Linked DNA regions of Mus musculus: regions 2 and 3 are each linked to region 1. The links are chromatin contacts, called in public Hi-C maps. All regions are on one chromosome and are shown on one strand. The core of a region is the stretch at or near the end of the contact, and the rest is flanking DNA. Distances in the headings are between cores, read along the strand shown.

Region 1 (2,700 bases), core at 28-2,527:
TATACAAGAAGACAGCAGGAAAACAAGCAGAGGTTTTAGGTGCTAGAGTTCAGAAAATGGAAATGAATTACCCTAACCAAGGTCATTCATTCCCAAGCATGCTTTTAGGAAAATTATTAAGCAATACAAGAAGCAGAAATCAACCACACCCTGCTTGCTGTTCCTTGGCTGTTATTTCCTGGGTCAGCTCCGCTTGACTTTGAATCGAACAGTCTTTCATCAAGTGGAAAGGGCTTAGAGAAACTTTCACTGACTGGCCACATTTGCCTTCGCTGACTCTCTTCACACTCTCGCTAACCCACCCAACTCTATTTCCCAAGTCTTTCCTCATTGGCTATTGTGCTCACGTTGCTTGAAATAACTCGCTTTCCATGACTTTTATTGTCTAAATACACATTGTATATCCCTTTAATGCTTAACTATGGTCCAACACCAGTGACACAGTAGATTATCGATAAATATTGATGAGCTGAATGAATAATAAAATTTCAGAAGACTCCACAAGGCATTCTCGAAGTGAATGTGGCATGTCTTGTCCTCCCCCCTCCCACCATAAAGTTTGAAACTAAGACAGCTATTGCAGATGTTAATTAAAAATCCAATGAAATAATGAATTAGAAATGGCTTTAAATCAAAATGGCCACACTATCTTGACAAGCCATGGAAGATTTCCATGGAAAACGTTGAAGTTTAGGAACTTTTGTGACAATGAGAAGGACCAAAAGTGGGTACATGTTTTGATTGTGGTTGTACCCAAAAGGAAACAAGCAGTTAACACTTGAGCTCCAGAAGAACAGACTAAGCAAATGAGTGGAGAAGGCGGCCCAGAGATAATGTGGGGTGTCCAAAGAAGGCAAAGGCTACCAGATACAGAGAGCTCCCTTAAGATGAGAAAATCATATTGTGGGCAATGTGATCAAAACTGTACTAAAAGTTTAGAACAGCATTATCATAGTATAGCCAAGGTGAGGAGCCTGTTTCGTCTTCCCCTGTTTGGCTCATGCCACTGCTTCTGTAGTTCTTTGCTGTCCCTAGAGCTCTGGGTTTTAAAGAGCTTGGGATCTATCAATAGCTGCATGCTTTTCACAGTGTACATGGGAAGAATTCTGAAAGGACAATCCACTGTGCTTAGAAATAGATATGTGCTAGTTCCTTGTCTTCAGTATTTCAAAATGGCTGTGCCGATTTATCCGAGAAGATAACTCGGCAAAGCAGATCAAGGAGTGTCTTCTGAAAATGAGTAATCAAGCCACTAGAGAGCCGCTGGTGTCATCGTGAAAGTTGACACCAAAGCAGCGTGGTGGACATGAACTTCAAAATGCAGATGTGACTTCCTGTCCTAAACTAAAGAGAAAAGTTCCCCTTGCCTGACTCAACCTAATGCTAATCTATTATATTTCACATTTACATTTTACACATTAGTACACCAAAGTATGGTATCTATTTTTAAAAACGTTAACTGTTGCGTTTAAAATCAGAAATTAGGAGCACGGCGTCACAGGCGCATATGGAAAGATTTTTGTCTGAGGAGCTTGGGAAGAGCTTGGTTTTGGTTTTGGTTCTGAGGAATTTCGGTCCAATCAACACCTAGGCTAGAGGAAGAGGGAGGAAGAGAACGCCTCTTTTAAGAGCTGGTGCTAAGATTCTCCCAGACATCTGGGAGTGGAGAGACAGCTTAAATAGGCAGGCAGAGGTTAGGTCACCATGGGAGCAACAACTGAACTCTATTCTCATTTTGTGTCAGAAATGGTGTCTAGGATTTCCCCAGTAAAACGGAAGCTGTCTAATCTTCTGATTTCAAAGATGAGCAAACCTAGGACTTCCCCATGTCATCTAACAATGGTGTGGGCCCTCTAACTGGGGTCACTACAGCTATGGGAAGTAAATGGAAGTAGACAAGTAGGAAACTGTTTAAATCCTACCTGACTGATCACTCCAGGTCATTAAATACAGTTAAATGGTTTTGTGGGGGGTTTTGTTGTTTTGTTGTTTTGTTGTTTTTTTGATGTCTTCAGGTTCCAGTAAAAGTAATTTCTTCCCTGGATCCCCTTTCTACAAAGTAGTTAGATTTGATGGTCATAGCTCTACTTGGCACTCCGTAAATTCTATACATGAATCTTCAAGGCATCTATTTGGATCTTCAACCCTGTTTTCGTTTCACTCTACTTTTTCTTTCCTGCTTTATGTATAGTTTAAAACTTGTCTATTGAATATATTTTAAATATAATTCATTTTTTTACTTAATAATGTAGAAGTATAAATCAAGTTGATAACTAAATTTTAAAAATCCACGTGGAGCTTAGGGTTATTCAGATACGTTTACTGAAAGAGTTTATAGATAGTAGATATGTACTGTATACTATGCATATGCATATTAAATAGCTCACAGCTTCACATATAACTCTCATCAGTCAAAGGACTATGCTTGTTAAGTTGGGGGTTAAGGAAGATCTGAAATCAACAGTACAGGTGGTCACTGTTAAAATCTAGGGGATAGTTAGGCCAGCTCATGAAGACATGAGCTTTCAATGGAATGAAAGAAAGGGAGAAAACAATGCAAATATCTTAGTTTGGAAATGACTTCATCTCAAATAGCAGTGGGGTTGCAAAGAGATGTTGAATGACTGATAGTGAAAGACCCTATTTTCTTGCTAACTTAACATCAAGACAATGAGGACAAGCCCTCCCGACCTTGTTTGT
Region 2 (2,700 bases), core at 176-2,675, 530 kb after region 1:
TGTGTTGCTACTTCCATAAGCTATGTATATTCTTTACACAATATTTTTCAACCCAGCCAGCACTGATACAATGTTAAACTAGACAGCTAGAATATAAATAAATAAATAAATACTGATGAGAAGCAAATGGGACAATTATGAATGAAATATGCTATCAAATATTTTGTTTGAATATTAAGGTAATGGGGCTTCTAAAGTGCATTACACACAGACAAATTCTTAAGACTGACGTTTATGACCTTCCTGAAAGTCAATGAGTTATAAACTAACCAAAATCATATATATGTAGCTAGATATAGATAGATAGATAGATAGATAGATAGATAGATAGATAGATAGATATAGATATAGATATAGATATAGATATATAGATATATAGATAGCTCACACAAACATGCTCTGTCTATCAAGTTCAAAGTGGGGCAGCCAGTTCATCCACATCTAGACTGACATATGAGTAAGGACAAGCAACCAAAGACCTAGATGGAAGCATCGTCACAGTCACATCATTCATTCACTGTTTCTCTTTCCAAAGAGCTAATGAATAACTTCATTCAGAAATCCATTAGAAGATGCTACTGACATATTAATGAGGCAAATTTGTGAGGGTCAATAGGATGACCACGTCCATTAGTATCTAAGGTTTCTAGTCCTGTCACTGACTATCCAAATGATATATAGCATTCATCAGTTCTGCTATGATCTGACAATTCTATAATGTCAATTTTAAAAGCATATTTATCTACCAAACAATGCTGAAATGGTAAGTCACAAAGGTTACTTTTCTCCTAATATATTTGAAAGTAATCTGATATACTAGAAATTACAGTATCTTTATAAATACAAATACAAAATAAATATAAATACAGTAATGAGACTGTGGCTGGCAAACAGGCAGGATAGATAATACCAGATGTTCACCTCTCCCTCAGATACTCCAAATCCAGCCCCCAGTCCCATCCTCTGCAGCAGACTACTTGCTAACATCTCCCCTCCCCCTGCCCCCATCTCTCTAGTGGGCTACATACATGTTCCCCTTCTAACTCTCTACCCACCCCACCCCACACACATACACACACACATTGCTTTATCCTAGAGCCCAACTCCAGCAGGCACTCCCTAGAAACCACAGGCCACTCTAACCAGGGAAGCAAGTCCACTAATTGCAGATCTTCATCTCTCCCTCCAGTCCTCCAAGTTCAATTCTCCAATCTCACGCACAGCTCTATAACAAACCTATGGCTATGGACTCTCCTCACTCTCTGCCCCCATTCCTAGGGGACTAACAAAGCACCCTATTTTCATTCCTCATGTAAACCTCCCTAGCACCTTCCCTCCCATATCAAGCCAGCTTCACTGCTACAAGTCAGCTCCCCAGTACCCAGAAACACACTGTGGTGATTTGAATGAGAATTGTCTACATTAGCTCATATATTTGAATGCTTAGGAATTTGCATTAGGAGGTGTGGCCTTGTTGGGGTAGATGTAGCCTTGGAGGAAGTGTTTCATCTAGGATGAGCTTTGGGGTTTCAAATGCACTAACCAGGACAAGTGTGCTCTCTTCTGGCTGGCTGTGGATTCAGATATAAAAGAACTCTCAGCTACTCTACAGCACTATGTCTGCGGGCAAACTACCAGGATTTCCACCATGATGATAATAGACACCTCTGGCTTGTAAGCCACCGAAATTAAATGTTTTCCTTTGTAAGAGTTACCATGGTCATGATGAGTCTTCACAGTAATAGAACACTGACTAAGACACACATTTTACTTAGAGCTCCAGTGCCCACACCTCTCAAGAACTCAGATTTTCCTACCAAGCAACACACACACACACCATACTCCTAAGAATCAAAGGGGAAAGAGAAACCCAGCACCCATCCAACAAAGACAACACCAGATATCAGCACCCAGAATTACAATCTTTCCAATCTCAGATTGGGCACAAGAGGAAAAACATAATCAAGAAGAGCCAGGACAGTATGTTCCCACTATAACTGAGGCACCCTACCATAGCTGTCCTTGAATATTTCAACATATTGGAAGCACAAGAAAAGAAAAAAAAAATCTTGAAACAGCTTTATGAGAGGTCCTTAAAGAGGAAACAAATCCCTTAAAAAAAAAAAAAAAAAAAAAAAAACTATGAAAAATACAAACAGTGAAAGGAACGGAATAAAGGAGTTCAAAACTTGAAAGGGGAAATAGAATTATCAACTAAGAACCAAACTGAGGGAAATTTGGGAATGAAAAATTTAAGAACATGAACAGGAACCACAGAAGATACACTAAAAGAAGACAGCTATAAGAAATGGATACATTGTTCAAAGAAACCGTTAAACCTAAAAACTCCTGGCACAAAACATCCAGGAAAGTATCTAAGTATATAAGATACTATAAAAAGACCAAATCTAAAAATAGTAGAAATAGAAAAAGGAAAATATCCAGGTCAACAGCCCAAAAAATATATTTAAAAAAAATCATAGCAGAAAACTTCCTTAGAGAAAGAGATACATATAAAGAACAATAAATAAAATTGGAACAAACAAACAAAATATCCTCTCAGCACATAATCAAAACTCTAAACATAGAAAGAAAGAAAGAAAGAAAGAAAGAAAGAAAGAAAGGAAGAAAAGAAAAGAAAAGAAAAGAAAAGAAAAGAAAAGAAAAGAAAAGAAAAGTAAAGTAAAGTATTAAAAGCTA
Region 3 (2,700 bases), core at 38-2,537, 620 kb after region 1:
GATATACCTAGAGGTATGTCTTCATAATGCTTCTAAATCCAGTCAAATTGACAATGGAGATTAACTGTCAAATTCATCCTTACATATCATATCCTGTTTCAAATGGCAAAACCATGTAGGACCTCTCTACTCTACAACAGCAGTCTGGATAGTTCACGCTGTCACACTTTCACACCTCTATACTTGACATCTACATCAACAGCCAACAATAGCTACAAAAGATCATTGGTGACATTTGGAAATTTAGCTCACAGAGATGGAAATTCTAGAGTTAATCTAATAGCGCGGGTCAAGTGCAGTGCCTGCAAGCAACTTCATAGATGGAGACCAAACACTCTATGGGCCTGGAATTACTTTCATTGTTCTGTGTTTGGTACTTGGAGAATGCAAAATTTTTCTCTTAATGCAAACTTACATTTATGGATGTTGACCTGCTTCATTCTCCCATTCACAGTGGCATCAGTGAGGTTTCCTGAATGAAATCTTTTTAAAGCAGCTTTATTGCAGCTACTATGCCCTTCTACAGGAGCCAATTCAAAGCCAACCTGTTCCCTTTGGGGAAGGATAACTTGCTTAGCCCCTGCCAACCACTTCCTGTCAGAGGCCAACCGTTGTCTTTGTATACTTCCTGTCAGACGTCAAACCTTGTCTTTGTGTACCTATGACCCACTTGTCATCACTCCTCCGTACTTTTCTACCTGCCATAAGTGGTGCTCCATTGGGATGCTACTCATGTTGGATACCATGATGCTCTGGTCAGATCCCCTTTTTCAGCTTGGCAGACCTAGCCTCATCTCTAGGGAAGATAAACTGATGAAGATTACAGCTGTGTCCTTTCCTGAGCTCCGACTTGTCCAAGACTGCAATCTGTTCTAAAGGGAAGGCCAAAAGCAGAGTGGCCAACAGGGACTTACAAAAAACAACTCCTAGGTGGCGTTTTGGACACTTCTAATGACCAGCCCAGTTGCCCAGTGAAATTATAGCCTAGCTTTCCCTTTTGCACAATCTCTCTACCATCACAGTCATACAGGTCTGTCCCCTGTCCTCCGAAAGCCTGTGAATGTCTCTCACTCAGCCCTCGTGAGTCTGGTTCACTATTTCCTCTTCTTCCCTTCTAGCACATTTTCCTGGCTCTGCTGTCTGAAATCTGAGTCTCTTATATGCTATGCACTGGGAGAACACAATTGGACATTAACACCCAATCCCGCTATGGCATAGCAGTTCTCAAAGCTGTGGTGTTCATAGACACTTTTGGATTCTAGCATACTTGGTGACTCACTCAGAAAGATTCCTTTGCAACCATAATGATGACACCCACTAGCCTTTCAGTTCATAGAGCTGTGACCTATCCTTCCCACTCTCTTTTAAATGTTTCCGAGGCAAAACTCTTGTATGGTTAAGAAAAGAGCAGAGATTTCATGTTGTTTTGGTGGCACTTCTAAACTCGAGCTGTTGTAACCCACCCAACTCAATGCAGCTCAATACAGCTTTTGAAAAGCATGATAAAATCGGTATCATCTGTTGTAGGAAAGTAAAAATTACTTGTCTGAATTTTGTGGTACACGATCAAAAGAAGCTAGAACGTATTTGTCTGTGGCTGCTTCTGAAACACTCAACTTTATTAGTAATTGCTGTGGGGGGCACGATTCCAGAGCACCATATACAGCGTTTAGCAACGTCTTCATTTATTCTGCAATGAGTTGCTTACACCAGAAACAACCTTTTAAGAAAAACAAACAAGGTGTGCTGGAGGTCAACTTCAAAGCGTCACATATACTAGACAGGCCAGAGCTCAGACCTGGGTAATATGCTCCACTCTGAATCTACATTTTAAATTGATCCTGTTCTGTAGAGTATGCAGATTAACATGGGGGAAGCCCATGTTAAGGGGGTTTGCAGAATGGTGCCTGAAGAAGCCTTCTTCGTGTTCATATCCGGTCTCAACAACCAACACTGCATTCTCTGACCATTTAAAGTGTCAATACAGATACATGTGCTGCCCTGGGTCTTTTACTCCATTGCTTCTTAAAACACATTACATCATCCTGAAATTAGGGTCTTGTGGAACTCCTGAAAACTGCTTTTTTTCCTAGATCCCACCTCACACCAACTAAATTAGAGTCTGGGGCCATCTGCCCAGGAAGATAGTCTTTCAGTGGCTTCTACTGTAGCTTCTGATACACTAAGAATAAGAGACCCAAGTGGGGAAATAGTAGCTGGTAGTCTGCTCATTTGACAAGGAAGTGCTGAGGCAGGGACATTTCCCTTCCTTTATTTTATCTCCTCACAGTTCTCGAAGCAGTGTGGAACTTCCTTGTTGCCTCTCCTCCTCCTCTTCCTTGTCTTCCTCTCTCTCTCTCTCATTAGTTTTCTTTTCTTTTTTTTTTTTTTTTTTTGGTGTTTTTAGGACAGAATTTCACTGTGTAGCCCTGGCTATCCTGGAACTGCTTCTGGAGACCAGGCTGGACTGGGACTAAGAGTTCTGCCTGCCTCTGCCTCCTTAGCGCTGGCATTAAAGTCATGGGTTAGCATGCCTTCGTTTTTATTATCTTATGTGTATGAGTATTTTTGCCTGAATGCATATCTGTGCCTCACACACGTCACACACCATGGAGGAGGTGGTGAACCTCCATATGAGTACTGAGCAACGAACCCAGGTTCTTTACAGCAACATGAGCTCATGAACCCTGAGCTAACTCT

Evidence for each region. Hi-C and Micro-C count contacts between places; a contact is called where the count stands out from the background.
Region 2: a contact with region 1 is called in a Hi-C map of Th1 cells, with 2.5 times the contacts expected there. The contact joins two enhancer-like sites. A contact is called at or near these places in 1 of 484 Hi-C or Micro-C datasets (Th1 cells) and 1 of 115 datasets of contacts at active chromatin or transcription factors (CD8 T cells).
Region 3: a contact with region 1 is called in a Hi-C map of Th1 cells, with 2.2 times the contacts expected there. The contact joins two enhancer-like sites. A contact is called at or near these places in 1 of 484 Hi-C or Micro-C datasets (Th1 cells) and 1 of 115 datasets of contacts at active chromatin or transcription factors (bone marrow-derived macrophages).

The regions. Positions count from the first base shown.
Region 1 is chr2:44,343,789-44,346,488 of GRCm38.p6, forward strand. All of the region lies in intron 13 of Arhgap15 (Rho GTPase activating protein 15), which reads left to right. Among named protein-coding and RNA genes, the nearest start is that of Gm52508, 16 kb to the left of the region's middle. Within about 2 kb of position 1,278, at least 15 of the 459 cell types and tissues checked have an H3K27ac peak or open chromatin away from gene starts, as enhancers often do. A contact at or near this core is called in Th1 cells, where this site is marked.
Region 2 is chr2:44,877,931-44,880,630 of GRCm38.p6, forward strand. The region is part of intron 1 of Gtdc1 (glycosyltransferase-like domain containing 1); the gene reads right to left. Among named protein-coding and RNA genes, the nearest start is that of Gtdc1, 48 kb to the right of the region's middle. Within about 2 kb of position 1,426, at least 6 of the 459 cell types and tissues checked have an H3K27ac peak or open chromatin away from gene starts, as enhancers often do. A contact at or near this core is called in Th1 cells, where this site is marked.
Region 3 is chr2:44,960,149-44,962,848 of GRCm38.p6, forward strand. No RefSeq gene overlaps it. Among named protein-coding and RNA genes, the nearest start is that of Gtdc1, 34 kb to the left of the region's middle. Within about 2 kb of position 1,288, at least 73 of the 459 cell types and tissues checked have an H3K27ac peak or open chromatin away from gene starts, as enhancers often do. A contact at or near this core is called in Th1 cells, where this site is marked.